Linked DNA regions of Mus musculus: regions 1, 3, 4 and 5 are each linked to region 2. Evidence: chromatin contacts called from public HiCAR-type, HiChIP or PLAC-seq, Micro-C and promoter capture Hi-C data. All regions are on one chromosome and are shown on one strand. The core of a region is the stretch at or near the end of the contact, and the rest is flanking DNA. Distances in the headings are between cores, read along the strand shown.

Region 1 (2,700 bases), core at 42-2,541, 1.8 Mb after region 2:
AACCTCAGTTTAAAAACAAATATATTTCTCTACCTTTGAGGCAAGCAGGTATTGGTTGGCAGGTTTTATTTCAAATAGTTTTTCCAACAGTTTTCACGACTTAAGCCATCCTTTTAGAAGGGTGTGTCTCCTGTTGGTTGTGGTTCTTATTCCCAACACACACACCCCGGTTGCAGGGACGCTACGGATGACTTAAAGGTACTTCCCAGGACAGGTGCCACAAAGTGCTGGCAGAATTGCATCTCAGGGATCCATTCTTCACATAGCACGAGCAAAGTTTCAACCCAGGCTTGAGGCCCCTGAGAACCTTCTCACAGTAAGGGGCATCTCTTTGATAACAACACAAAAGCTCAGGTAAAACTTTAAAATGAGAGGCAATCTACTTGGCTCGGAGAAACCTCAGCTCTTGGCTGTGAAGCCGAAGGGAAGTAACAGGACACTTCGGGCAATGTTTTCAGCTCTTATTTTAAACAAAGAAGTGGGAGCAGGGAAGCGGCTCAGGACCCACCCAAGGCAACCTGGGCTTCCAGAGTCGTCTGTCTACCTCCAGCCTTTCTCCCCATGCAGTCGCGGGTGTCTAGGGCACCTCCAACCCAGCCTGGCCTGAGGTGGGTCCGGAGCCCCGAACCAGTCCACCTGCCGGGCAGCCCATCGCCTCACCTGCGGATCGCGAAGGGCGCAGTCGGCGACCGCCTCGCCGCGGTCCCCGAGTCAGCCGGTAGATACAGTAGCAGGCGCCGGCGCCCAGGACCAGCCCTGCTGCCACCCAGCCCACGTCCCGCGCGCCACCCATGCTGCTGCCTCGGAGCTGCAGGGAGCCGAGGAGCCAGGGCCACACGCAGGTGCAGCTGGGCCAGAACCAGCCCAGAGAAAGGAAATGGGGTTGGAGCTCCGCCTTCCGGAAGCCGCCCTGCTAAAATCGGAAGCCCTCCCACCCTGTGTGCTGCGGTTCCTTTCACCAGGCAGGCGGGATGCCCCTAGTGCAAGCAGCTTTTTCCTGGACCAAGACCGGGACTGCGGCGCGTTGAACACAGACCCTAGCTCCGCCCCAACACTCACTCTCCCGTCCAGCCCTCTCATTTTACCCGGCCCCGGCCTGTACTGTCCTGCCCCGCCCCTCCCCGCTCTGCCCCGCCTCTCTGCACTCGCCCCGCCCCTCTCTGCCCCGCCCCTCTGCAATCGCCCCGCCCCGCCCCAGTTGCCCCGCCCCCTCCCTGCTAGGTTCTTTCTTCATCTCGCGAAAGGCTTGGACTATTTGGCACCTCCTTTGTGGTTGCTAGGCAACGCTCCGGCGCGTCTCTCCTCCTCAACGTGAACAGCAGTAACCTATGAAACGCATTCTGAGTCCTGCTTCTGACCATGGCTTCACTACGCAGTGCCACCCCCAGGCTAAGGAGCTACTTCAGGGACAAGTACATTCCTCAAATCTGTGAGGTACTGCAGCCACATAGCCTCTCACACAGTGGGCGCGGGGAAAAACTGGGAGAGGCAAGGAGATTCCCGGAACTGGAGCTAAGAAGGAGCAGGATGGGGAAGCTTGAAGTCAATTTAGGGTAACTAGAGAGAGAAGGGTAGGTTAGAGAAGACCGAAGGGTGCCGGTGGCTAAAACCAAGCCCAGGTGGGGATGACAAAGGAAGGGGACGGGGGAAAGTGACAATCTGCAGGGGGCGCAAAGAGCACAGGGCCTGGGTTGGAATCTCCAAGTGTCAACTACTAAATTCTATTATGGAAGAGCGTCTTGAGCAAGAAGTGAGTGGTGAGCCACTTGAAGACAAAAGACTTGAGGGGTTCTGGGTGTAGGCTTCGCCCCGCCTCGTTGTTAGCAGGAGGGAAGAAGAGTCACCTGCCTCTACACACAGCTTCACAACACACCTTTTTAGAGATCGCCACCAAGCAAAACCTGAGGTCTTGGTTTCAACAAAGAAATGAATTTCGGGGCCAACTTGTATGAAGCAAAGCTGGCTTCATTAAACGCAGGAACAAAGGTGCTCCAGTAGAGAGAGTAGAACACACCTGGTCAGACAATTGCGGGCTTCTGAAGGGAGAGTCGACCTTAAGTGTTGTCTTCACAATGCTGACATCAGTATTTTTTCTTGTGACTTTCAAGGTTACATTTCTAAATGTTGCCAAGAAACTACTACCCCTTTTCTTTTTCTTTCTTAATTTCTTTATTCACTTACTTCCCGATTGCAGCCCACCCCTCTCCTCCCCTCCCAGTCCCTTACAAGCCCCTCCCCCACTACCCCCTTCCCCCTATCAGAGGAGAAGGGAAAACCCTCCTTGGGTACCACCCCAGAGTCCCAGAAGGATAAACATTCCCCTTTTATTAACATCACCCAAAGAGTATAGTCTGTAACAAAGTTAGATTAAAAACCGAAGTTTCTTTTTCTCTCAGTAACTAACATATAGTGCATTTATGAACAGCTTCATTTAGTTCTGGGAGTGGGGAGGCCAGGAATTCAAGATAATGTGTCATTTTGACCTTATGTAAGCAGAGCCTAATTACTGGCCTCGACATCCTTGGTTGAAGTGTCTGGAGATACAGCACCCAGCCTCAAGTGAGCACAGTTGAAGTCCATTAGGTTCTTACCCGCAGACTTAAAGTCCTTTCTGAGCAGTGAAAGTAGATCAGTTCTGAAGGAGCAGGGTTTCCTCCTCTACCTCCGCCTCCAGTCCCCTCCAGTCCCCTCCAGTCCCCT
Region 2 (2,700 bases), core at 27-2,526:
AGTCGGGCACTGCGGGCCACGGCAGGAATGACGAGGAGACGCTGAGGCTGCTCCGAGTGTCTATGCCCCCTCTGCTGCCGCTCCCGAACGCAGGCTCGATCTCCGACTCGGCCCCCTGCGCCCGCTCAGTGTCACTGCTTCTCGCTCTGGGAAAATGGCGGCGGCGACGGCGGCGGCGGCGGCGGCAGCGGCGGCGGCGGCGGCGGCAAGCGCACGGGGCCCGCCCGCCCCGCTCCGCAGGGGCAGGGGGGAGGGGACGAAGCTACTCGCCGCCATCTTGGTTATGGGCTGCGGCCCGACGCGGCCTCTCCGCCGAGGCGTGGAGACGTCACGCTAGAGGCCGCGAGCTGGCCAGACACTCCGTCTTTCCCACAACAGGTGCATTCATCCATCCGCCGACGGTTGGGGAGGTCTTGCTAGCTGGTGGGCTTGGCTCTTTACCCGTTGTCCCCGAGTAGCCCTCAAGCCTGGATGTAGGTGAGCGTGAGGATGCTACTAGTGGGTAGAAGGATGACAGCAGGGACGGGGACGACCCCCCTCCCATCACTTCCTAAGGTGATGCACTTGCTCCTACCCCCCAAGCAGCCTCAGTCCCGGCAGCCCCCTCCCCCCGGCCTGGCCTGCCAGCTCAGGGTGAGCCCGGTCGGATTGTCACTCGACGCCCACTAGTGGCTGAGGAGGCTCCAGTGCGCAGGCTCCGGGCACCGGATAAAAGCGGAGCTGGCGAGTCCCGCGCTGTCTCGATGGAGGAGCGAGAAACGCAAGAGGTCGGGGGGAGAAGCCGCAGAAAAAATTGCAGCCATCGTCAGCGCCGCCTCCCTGCCACCGTGTATGGGGTAAAAGCTGCCGTTGCCGCTGCCGGTGCAGTCGCTGCCGCCGCCTCCTATACTTCTTAGCACCGGGGAAGGATTCCCCGCCGCGGGACAGTGTGCTGGGCGGGGAGCGGGAGTTCGTTTGTGTGGCGGTGATTAAACGAGGGAGGGACAGAGCTGGTTTCTCGAACCGAAAAGGGGAGGCCAAGGAACAAAACAGGGTTCTCCACTAAAATCACACAGCGATTACGGATCTGGCTTTGGGGGCCTTTCCCCGGAATGGCGGTTTCCGTCTTCTTGGCCCGCAGCACGACCTTGGGTGCTCCGTAAGAGGAGTGGGGAGAGGCAGAGGCGGTGTCGGCAGCCAATCGGCGTCTGGTGATTTCTGTCGGGCGCGTAGGGATTGGCTGACGATGACCTCATGCTGCAGCAGCGGGTGGGGCCAGAGTCGTCGGGGGTGGCTGTTGCAAAGGCAGAGAGTGAGAAGTGATGACGGTGATCGTTGTCGCCGCGTCTTCTGTGGAACCCAAGCAGTGCCGAAGGAAGTCGCAAGGCTCTTCCCCGACCTTTTGCTCCTCTCCCTGCGCGAGGTGAGGGCCCTGGCTCGGCCTCTGCGAGACTTTGGGGCGCTGGTGCGGCCGTGGAGGCGCAATTTCTCCTGTGACTTTTGTAACTGCGTCAGGGCAAGATGGCGCTGGGTCTCCTTGGGGCGCGGGGGGAGAGGCACGTCCACCGCCGCCGCAGCGCATGTGACCGGCTGCATTCCTGTGGGGTTTGGCGGGGACCCAGGCAGGGCGGGGGAGGGGACCGGGTTTGGGCGGAGGAGATGGTGGTGCGGTCGGCGTTGGCTGCCCGAAGAGGAAGAGATGACTGTTTGAAAGCTCTTCCCCTCCCCCACTCCCCGCAGCAGAACTGCTGCGGGGGGGGGGGGAGCCCCTGAAAGGACACTCCTTTCGGGGTGTGCCAGCCACTGGTGGAGGAGAAGGTTTGACGCCTTCTTATATCTGCCTTTCTCCTTGCAAAGTATGCTTACGTAAGGTGGCAGTTCCCTCCTGTAAGCCAACTAGGAGGCCCTGAGTGTCACTGGTATGGGTAACAAGGACAGGTTAGGCTCTGAAGGCACCACAGGTAGGAGTGTTGATTATTTCAGACAAAACATAAAGTTTGGGGGGTCTGAATAGAAGACTACAGCATTCTCAGAGTTTGAAAGCAAGTGAATAACACCCAGGAACACTTAGGGTTTCTAGGCAGACAGCGATTAAGGACTGCATCACAGTCTGAACGGAAGGGCCCTGTCAAACCTTCTCCTTAGATTCTTTGTGTTCATTACCCTCCCTGTCTGTACATCCCGTGAGAGAGTTTAAGTAATCTTACTGGTGAGGGTTGCCTTTTCAAATATAAGTATTCTTAGTAATTTTAGTATTTTGTTCTGTATGAAACTGAAAGGTCATTTTCTATACTTCACGTTGCATTTTGTCGTCCTTTTAAAAATAAAAAATGGAATTACAAATGCTTCTGGTAAATATTCGTTAAAGCTCTCTATCCTGCGTCTTTAAAGCACATTTGCAATAGCATAAAACGTATTTTTAGTGGGACTTAGGGATGGGAATGAGGGCTCGAATGGGTTTTGCTATTTAATAGCCTAGACTAGCTTGGAACTCATACTCCTGCCCACCCTCCTATTGCTAGGATTACAGGCTCTGCCTGGGTACTATTTCAACAAAACACTGTATTTGGTGCTGAGAGAAAATGAATGCCTACTAGGCCTAGAAACTTCATTAACCTGGGCCATGGTTATGTTAATTTATGTTTATTTTTAGCGGTAGACTCTTTGTAGTTGGAAATCAAGATTTGGTTTGTAGCATTTTTGTTATTAGGTAACAATGAG
Region 3 (2,700 bases), core at 81-2,580, 1.6 Mb after region 2:
TTTCATCTCTAAATAGTTTGCCTCGCAAGACTGGAAAGGCGCTACAGAGCAGGCCTTGTAGAATGCCTGGCAGTTTGGACGCAGTTAATTGGTGGCTAGATCTACAAATTGAATAAAGATAATGCATTTCTGTTAGGGAGTGTGTATCCAGGTTATACAAAGATCCACAACAAGAAAGGAATCTGGTTGTTATGACAGGAAAGGAGGAGGGAAGATTAAAAGATAGAGGGAAGGAAAGTAGGTAAAGAATTTGGACATATTTCTCTAGAGGAGATACACAAATGCCAATAAACGGACGCATGAAAGGATGTTAAAATCAAAAGCACGTCATTCTCTTTAGGATGGTTCCTCCTCCTCCTCCTCCTCCTCCTCCTCCTCCTCCTTCTCCTCCTCCTTCCCCTCTCTCTTTCTCTCTCTCCTTCTTAAGACTGGCTCTGCGTGGTCCTGGCTATCTAGCAACAGATCAGGCTGTCTGAGAACTTAGAGGTATCTGCTGCGACAAAGGCTGTGCGCCACCATGACCGACCCATGGATCACTATTATGTTTAAAAAGAAAGTTTGACCGGATGTTGAAAAAAAAAATAGATGCTGTTTACACTGTTGGTGTAAAATACTGCAGTGCTTGCGAAAAACTGAAAATAACTAAAATAAAATCTATATAAACTAGTTATCCTACTGCTAAATATCAAATGCCAAAAAGTTGGAAATAGGATTTCAAAGAGATCCGTGTACAGCCCTATTTATAGCTGCATTAGCAAAGGCCAAATGAAGAATAACCCAAGTACCCAAATACATAAGATGGGTAAACAAAAATGTGGTTATGGGAATATAGTATTATTTGGCCTTAAAAAAATAAATTCTGTGACCATTATACTAGTGAATACACCGCTCACATAGAGACAATGTTATAATATATAACATTATTAATATAACAATACAATGATATATAGTTATATGATTCCACTTTTATGAGGTACCTAGAGATTGGTGGTAGCTCAGCACTTGGGAGATTTAAACAGGATATTCACAAGTTAGAGGCCGGCCTGGGTGACAAAAGTGAGTGAAGTTCTTTTTCAAAATTATTTCCTCCGTCTTGCTCTCACGTGAAAAAACAAACAAAAAAACAAAACAAAAACCAAAACAATCCTTTTCACGTAGGAACTGATGCGTCTAGGAACTGTTCCTTCGAGCTCCTTGGTCTCCGGTCGGTTTAGAGTCACAGAGGAAGTAGGCGGCCGCGCGCATTGGCGCGAGGCCGTGGGGGTGGGGTTGGCGGCCGCGCCGTGCGAGCCCCATCCCGGAAGTGCTCACTGGTCGTCTCCATGCGCCGGCTCCGGGGCGTAAAGCCTAGGCGCGAGGCTCAGACCACAGGTAGTGCGGACGCGGAGGGCCCTGCCTGCCGGCCGTGAGCCGCGGCGTCCGCGGGACCAGCCCCAACCAGCATGCTGCTCCTGCCGAGCGCCGCGGAGGGCCAGGGCACCGCCATCACCCACGCTCTGACCTCCGGTACGTGCCCACCAACCCAGTTTCCGCCCTGCCTCGGGCGCCCCTGCCCCAGCCCTGTCCCTAGCAACCCCTGGCTCGGTAGCCTTGACCCCGGCAATCTGCTCCGGGACTCGGGGGACTGTGACGAGCCCCTGCTGCTCAGTGCTGTAATTTGAAGTGTCCCCGGTTTCTCGGAAAGGAGGGTGGGGGCGTCTTCCTTGTGCACCTGTGGTTCCTTCATCCTGGTGAGGCTGCTGACTCACGGAGCGGGCTGAACAGCTGAGGACCGAGCCCTCCTGTACCCCGAAAGGCCCCCTAAGGCACCCCCCCTGCCCACGGCGGAGCGACCCCGCTGCACGCACCCGCGTGCCGGGAGAGATACAAAGCCTTGTAAACGCTGTTCAGCCCTTCGCCTCCACCTTTGCTCCCGGCTGTGTATTTTGCTTGTCGGAACTCAGAACTTCCTCATTCCGTTGGAAGCCCCCTGTGAATGCTCCTGGACAGCTTGGCGTACACCAAGGATGGTTAAAAGCACAACTTAGCCTCCTGCTGTAGGGGTTTTGGTTTATAGCCCTGCACGCCAGAAAGTATTTCAAGTGTCGGGTCTCTCATTTTAATGATCTACATTAATTCCCATAGCCGCTTACCGTGGGCACTTGTTGAATATAATTTTTAAATGTTTCCCATGGCACGTGTTGCGTTTGTGTGTCGCGGTAATCCTGTAGTGAGGGAAAGGCTTCCAAGACACGGTTTTGAAAGCCACGCCCCCGCTACTCAGCCGGTTCATTTTCGCGTTTGACTCCTCTCCTGTGTTAGGTGGAGGAAATCTTAATATCATAAGCCAGTTAAAACGTGAAAAAGAAAGGGTCTTAGAAAATGATGCCCACAAATTGTGCACCAGAAAATTGCCCTTTGATTTCTTAAGAAATTAAAATTATGATCTTTTTTCCTGACACAGATTACCATTTTTTAATTTCTGTTATACATATCTACAGTTATTTATTCCATGTTACTTTCTCTACAACAGTTTAAAGCTTTAAAACTGCATTCGAATATTCTAGGAACTGGGTGAGATAGGTATTGTTTCCATCCTGAAATGATTCAATCTGTTTCAAGAAATTTACAGTTCTAGATTAAAGCCCTGAAATTCTGGGTTTACATCCAGCCTGTGTTATTAAGACATAGAAACGGTAATGAGTTCTCAGCATTGGCTTG
Region 4 (2,700 bases), core at 157-2,656, 1.1 Mb after region 2:
GCTCGAGCTCGGGCTGTAGACAGTGGCAGGCCAGGCATCTTTAGAGTCAGCCTTCGTCTTACTTGGGGCAAGCTATTCTGATTTCTCCCCTGTGAAATGGGGGAAGTTTTGCTTCTTCCGGTGGTGGTGTTAGGATTACATTAGGCTAATGATCTACAAGCCTGTGCAGCCTGCATGGCACTTTGCTCTAGTGTAATATTAGTCGCGTGTATGAATATGTGTGCTGTTGAACTTTGGGAGGATTGGAAGTAATGGAGACCAACAGGCAGTTAGGTCCTTCCTATCTGCTGAAACTGTGAATGTGGCAGAAAAAAAAAAATCTTTTGCAATGAAATTACCACAGAGGTCTCCCTTTGGATCTTGCCTTCTGACGCCCTTCTCCCAAACTCAGGCAAAGACTACCATTTCTGACATTACAGTTTCCTGGTTTCTTTACAAGCAAGGCTTATTTTGGCTTGGTGCTGAGCCTGGAGAAATGCATTAAAACCTGGCAGCTCTGTTCTCCCGTCTCTGGGTGCCTCGGGGCTCCTGCCAGCGGTGCTCGGTTAAAAAACGTGCTTCTGGATGGTTTCACTTGCCCGCAGTCCTGCGTGAGATAGCTCATTAACGCCGGTTTCATTGCTGCTGCCAGCCACTCCTCTGCATGCCTTCCCCTCCCCCACCCCAGTGACAGTGGTCATGCATGACATGTAGAAGTAATAAACTCGGACCTAAAATTTACTACCCCCATCTCCGTCCGAGGAATCCCCTAGCAACGCGTAAATACAGAGTCCGGCGAAGCTCGCCTGTCGGGTCCCCTCACCACAATCCCCACGGCCGAGAAGCCCGACGATCTGGCCCCGCACCACTCCAGGTGGCAATCGCACCGTCACCCAATCTCCCTTTCAGCCTGGCTGCCACTGAAGACCCGGGCCGGGGCAGCGACGGGGCCGCGAGGCCTGACTGGAAAGGGCTCGCGCGCGCGGGGCACCGTCGCGGTTGGGGCCACTGACGGGAGGGTCCCCAGGACAAGCGCTGGCCGTGGGGACTGGGGGGCGGCGGGCCCCGAGGGGCGAGGGTTGCAGCCGGCGTAGACAAAGAACAGCGCGGTCCCCGCCGCCCTCGGCTTCCCCGCGCGTCCTCGCAGAACGGGCAGCCGTGAGCCCGGGGCTCCGGTTCCCCGGGGCAGCCCGTCGGTCTCTGGCCGCTCTCGTTCGCGCAGCGGCCGAGCAGCCCTGCCCTTCCGGGCGGAGCGGGCCGTGGGCGGGAGGCGCGCGTGTGCTCCGGGCACAGCCCGAGGTGCGGGCAAGCCCGAGGGGGCGGGGACGGGCGCGGGGGCGGGGGCGCGGCTGGGACACGTGTGGCGGCGGCGGGGGAGGGGGCGGCGCCCGGGGCTTTAAGAAGGTGCGGAGGGGGCGGGCACTTTCCCAAGCCCGGCCGAGGGGCGTCGCGTGCACACCGGCGGCGGCGGCGCTCGGAGGCGGACGACGCGCTCTCGGCGCCCGCGGCCCCGGTTCCCCCCGCGCTCTCGCTCCGGCGGCCCAAAGTAACTTCGGGAGCCTCGGTCTCCCGCTAACTTCCCCCCGCGGGCTCGGTTGCCCGGACCCGCTCGGCTCGAGCCCGCCGCCGGCTCGCCTTCCCCGCACGCGGCTCCTCCGTGCCGGTGCCTCCGAAAGTGGATGAGAGAGCGCGCGGGGCGCGCGGCGGCACGGAGCGCGGCGGCATGGAGCGCGGCTGCTGGGCGCCGCGGGCTCTCGTCCTGGCCGTGCTGCTGCTGCTGGCGACGCTGAGGGCGCGCGCGGCCACCGGCTACTACCCGCGCTTCTCGCCTTTCTTTTTCCTGTGCACCCACCACGGGGAGCTGGAAGGGGATGGGGAGCAGGGCGAGGTGCTCATTTCCCTGCACATTGCGGGCAACCCCACCTACTACGTACCGGGACAGGAATACCATGGTAGGTACCACCACGGCATCCCTACGGCGCCACGGTGGCCCGCGAGCGCATCTTTCCATCCTTTTCCTTCTTCCCAGGGGCCAGCCGGCCGGAGACCGGGACAACCTCCTACCTCAGCGGGGTGCGCTGCCTGGGGAGAGAGAACAAAGTTAGTGGAGAATGGAGTCCTGAGTTGGGATTTCAACTGTCCCCTAACACATAAACTGGTGCTTATGTGACAGGCCACACAAGCTTTTGGTACTGCTGTCCCCCACCCCTTCACTCCCTGCAGCTGCCGAACCTGCGCATCGTGTTTTCCTAACCCCAGTACTTAGATACCAGACTTTTGTCCTGTTCTGGGTCCTCCTTGGTGGGTCCCCAGGTGGCGCTGGGGTTGTCACTGGGTTTTGCCGGCCAGCTGCCGACAGATTGGAGCACTTTGGTCGGTGGCTGCCCATGCCGGCGGCCAGTTAAAAGTTCCCGCTGCTCTGCAGCCAGGAGTCCCTAGTGATCTGTCCTCAAGAAACAGAGCGGCTGTTTCCAACCCTTTATTCTTTTAAAGAGTCGTTTAAAATATCAGTGATTGATGATTTCTGTCATCCCCTTCATACTTTTAGCTTGGTGCTTGCTGTTGTTAGCATTGTCTGGGCGATGCTTACTAATCACTTGTATCTGCACAGCTTTAAGTCCCTGGCAGGACCTACAAGCTTCTCCCCACAAAGGCGATCCCTCTCCTAAGGGATCAGTATGCAATCCTTCATCGAGGTGAAACATTACTGCAAAGTTGAAT
Region 5 (2,700 bases), core at 148-2,647, 1.7 Mb after region 2:
CCATTTTTTGTGTATATAAAATGTGTTCACAGTGACTGATGGAATAAGGGCAAGAAATGACATGTTTAAAGTTCCCTAGCAAGGATGCTAGGAATCGAAGCAGTAATAGCAGTCTGTCCTTTGGGGTTGAATTTGAAGTGTGTCTTCCCTTCTTTTTTAAAATTTGCTAATGCATGTCGAGAATTATTCAGCCCCACCCAGGCGCAAAAGAGCTATCAGGAATAAACTTTAAACTTTTGCTAGTTTTACACTTAAAACTAGCAAAAGGAAAACAATCAGTTACAACTGCAAACTACCCTGAGGAAATCAAGTATACATCGATAGTGTCCTGCAGTATTAGATAGCTATAGTCACTTTCTAAATGCATTATAGTTTGGTTTGCATATTCCTAGCGTATCTGTACTAATGCCTGGTCTTTCTTTTCTTTTTGCTAACACAATCTCAGACACAATCTATTTAGTTCTGGTCTATGAATATATCTCACAAAGACCTTCAAGAGTATTTAAACTGTCAGCCTATCTATTTACCATTGAATTCTGTATGACTTTGCAAGTTATCTCTTGAAATAATTTCAACCAGTTAAGAATTTCAGAATTGTAATTTTATGTTTTGATCTTATCCTGAGATTTCAAAAAGCCAGACATTTAGAACATTATATGCCGAAGGCTGACATAATTTAAAATGTAACTGAGTACACAAGGTAGTGGAGCCATTTATACTCAGTACTCACTATATATAATCAGTGTCTGTAACCGAGCTCTTTAGTCAAGACTGTCAGTGCTGTTGTACATAGTGGGCCACGACAGGCACATTGGGCAACCAGATTCTTCTGGGTTTAGCAACTGTCAAGGAATGAGCTCACGTGACCTGGAAGGCTGGGAGCCAAACTGGTCAGAGAGCTTTGCGGTATCAGTTCTGCTCGCTGCGCGGACTTTACCAAGATGGCCTCGAGGCCTCTGCGCCTCTGTCCTCCGGGGCAGCCATCTTGGTAAAGGCCAGGCAGGGGGTGGCTCCCGGTATGACCCGGCTGCAGCCTGGGACCGCATGGTCAGAGACGACCGCCACCAAAGATGGGGAGGCGGCGCGTGCTGAGGCGCTGCGTGCAGCTGTTGGTGTCCTCAGCGGAGCTGGGGTGGCCGGGCCGAGGGAGGAGAGACGCGGGAGGAGGGCGTAGAGCGGCTGGGCCCGCAGAGCCGAGGCCCTCAGGCGAGGAGACGCGACGCAGCGCGCGCCTGCCTGCGCTCCGCGCAAGGTGAGCCCGCCCCTTCGCTCCACCCTCGCAAGATGGCTCCGCCCCTCGAGCTTCCGCTCCGTCCAGCAGCCTCGCTTCATCCCGCCCTCTAACCAACTCCGCCCCCCGCCTTCCAGCGCCGCCCACCGGCATGGCCCCGCCCACATACAGCGCGCCGCCTTCCCGGGAACCTGAGCGCCTGCGGGTGAGCCTCCCTGCTGTTAGCCTGGATCTTCGCGGGAGGCGGTTCGGCGACCGCGGTTCCTTTTCGTTGGTTTGCTCCTTAGTCTCGATATCTGCGTGGAACAGCCTTTCTGGGGCTGTTCGGATACCTCGGTGAAGTGCAGCGGGTTTCGAGTAGGTTTCTAGCACCCAAGCCCTGCCTCCTCCTGGAGATGCACTTGTGAGTGGCAGGCTTCTTTTGAATTACCGCACCTCTGGAGTTGCGGAGCTTGCATCTCTGGATCCGCTTACGTGAAGAGCCACCGCGTTTTTAGGCGCCCAGAGGGAAGTAGCTGTATTTGGGATTTAAGATCTACCCTTCCTGCTGCAGACTCCCTGGTTACAGCTCCACGATAGGAATACAAGTGGGTGTATCTTCATTTGGTTGTATGTAAATGAATGGGGTCCACAACTTGCTCAGAGCAACTTATTTCAGCTTCGGTGTAGTATTTATGTCCTAAAAAAATCCATCCCCAAAGCATTATTGCCGTTTTTCTTAAAGTAAGAGTAACTTATTTAACCACAGAATGAATAAAAGTACGAGGCGGGATTAGAGAAGGATGGCAATAGACCTTTTTCTTTCTTTTCTTTTTCCTTTTCTTTCTTTTGTACTGTGTTTGCTCATTAGATCGGCTATTCTTGATGGCGGTTCATATGGACTCCTCTTCCCAAGGAGCGCGGTATGAACCCGGTTGTTGTGAATATGCGTTCAAGGTCTCCAGTGGAACCTGGATAATGTGTACTAACAGTCAGACCCAGAAAACATTAAGGGATTGAGAAAAGTCAACAACATAAAAAAAAAAAAGTCTGGGATTCTTGCTTTGCCCTTACTGTAGGCTGTTTATACGTTGTTATGCTGTGACTTGCATGGGTGGTTTTGGCTTAGCATGAAGTCAGAAAGCCACTTTTGCAACACACTTCTCTTAAATTAAGAAATAATTTTCATCTTTATTAACAGATGGACGTATAACAGTTCTGTTTTGTCACATTGGGTAGAAGTTAGTGGTAACAACATGATTTAGAAAGAAGTTACATAATCTTTAAAAGGGTGATTACTTGTATCTTACAACAGTCTAATTAAAAAAAATAGTTTGATTTTTGTTGTAAGGAAATGTTAGCTCTGTTAAAGATTTAGGGCAAAAATGTGCATTTAAAATCAGAATCTAAGAGGAATCGAGGGTTTGAAATGGGTGTAAGTCAATTGGAAATACAGTCATAATTTTCAAAGATTTTATTTTGTTAATATT

What was found. Promoter capture Hi-C pulls out the DNA fragments that hold promoters and counts their contacts. A called contact is a pair of places that touch in the nucleus more often than the background predicts. HiCAR-type assays count read pairs that join an accessible place to other places. HiChIP or PLAC-seq counts read pairs in DNA pulled down with a chosen protein or histone mark.
Region 1: a promoter capture Hi-C map of pre-B cells shows a contact between it and region 2, with 7 times the contacts expected there. The contact joins the promoter of Fbxl13 here to the promoter of 5031425E22Rik in region 2. A contact is called at or near these places in 7 of 39 promoter capture datasets (the 3T3-L1 cell line, cranial neural crest, embryonic stem cells and 4 more) and 1 of 115 datasets of contacts at active chromatin or transcription factors (astrocytes).
Region 3: a contact with region 2 is called in a HiCAR-type map of astrocytes, with 6 times the contacts expected there. The contact joins the promoter of Dnajc2 here to the promoter of 5031425E22Rik in region 2. A contact is called at or near these places in 15 of 39 promoter capture datasets (the C10 cell line, the HPC-7 cell line, cranial neural crest and 10 more), 2 of 484 Hi-C or Micro-C datasets (embryonic stem cells and liver), 16 of 115 datasets of contacts at active chromatin or transcription factors (DN3 thymocytes, T-cell acute lymphoblastic leukemia, acute myeloid leukemia and 11 more) and 3 of 9 other capture datasets (adipose tissue, liver and macrophages).
Region 4: a Micro-C map of embryonic stem cells shows a contact between it and region 2, with 14 times the contacts expected there. The contact joins the promoter of Reln here to the promoter of 5031425E22Rik in region 2. A contact is called at or near these places in 3 of 39 promoter capture datasets (fetal liver, liver and stem cell-derived epiblast-like cells) and 2 of 484 Hi-C or Micro-C datasets (embryonic stem cells and fetal liver).
Region 5: a contact with region 2 is called in an H3K27ac HiChIP or PLAC-seq map of embryonic stem cells, with 4 times the contacts expected there. The contact joins the promoter of Napepld here to the promoter of 5031425E22Rik in region 2. A contact is called at or near these places in 4 of 39 promoter capture datasets (the 3T3-L1 cell line, cranial neural crest, second pharyngeal arch cranial neural crest and 1 more) and 7 of 115 datasets of contacts at active chromatin or transcription factors (acute myeloid leukemia, cardiomyocytes, embryonic forebrain and 4 more).

What each region holds. Positions count from the first base shown.
Region 1 is chr5:21,644,196-21,646,895 of GRCm38.p6, reverse strand. It overlaps Fbxl13 (F-box and leucine-rich repeat protein 13), which reads left to right and starts at 1,291. Exons shown (of 21, transcript NM_001199632.1): 1 at 1,291-1,434. The coding sequence starts at 1,360. It overlaps Armc10 (armadillo repeat containing 10), which reads right to left and starts at 890. Exons shown (of 6, transcript NM_026034.5): 1 at 661-890. The coding sequence starts at 793.
Region 2 is chr5:23,431,912-23,434,611 of GRCm38.p6, reverse strand. 5031425E22Rik (RIKEN cDNA 5031425E22 gene) reads left to right here and starts at 1,276. Exons shown (of 3, transcript NR_165300.1): 1 at 1,276-1,402. Kmt2e (lysine (K)-specific methyltransferase 2E) reads right to left here and starts at 148. Exons shown (of 26, transcript NM_026984.2): 1 at 1-148.
Region 3 is chr5:21,783,795-21,786,494 of GRCm38.p6, reverse strand. Dnajc2 (DnaJ heat shock protein family (Hsp40) member C2) reads left to right here and starts at 1,330. Exons shown (of 17, transcript NM_009584.4): 1 at 1,330-1,506. The coding sequence starts at 1,443. It also overlaps a transcript of Psmc2 not described here.
Region 4 is chr5:22,343,411-22,346,110 of GRCm38.p6, reverse strand. Reln (reelin) reads left to right here and starts at 1,406. Exons shown (of 65, transcript NM_011261.2): 1 at 1,406-1,931. The coding sequence starts at 1,703.
Region 5 is chr5:21,700,093-21,702,792 of GRCm38.p6, reverse strand. It overlaps Napepld (N-acyl phosphatidylethanolamine phospholipase D), which reads left to right and starts at 1,397. Exons shown (of 5, transcript NM_178728.6): 1 at 1,397-1,588.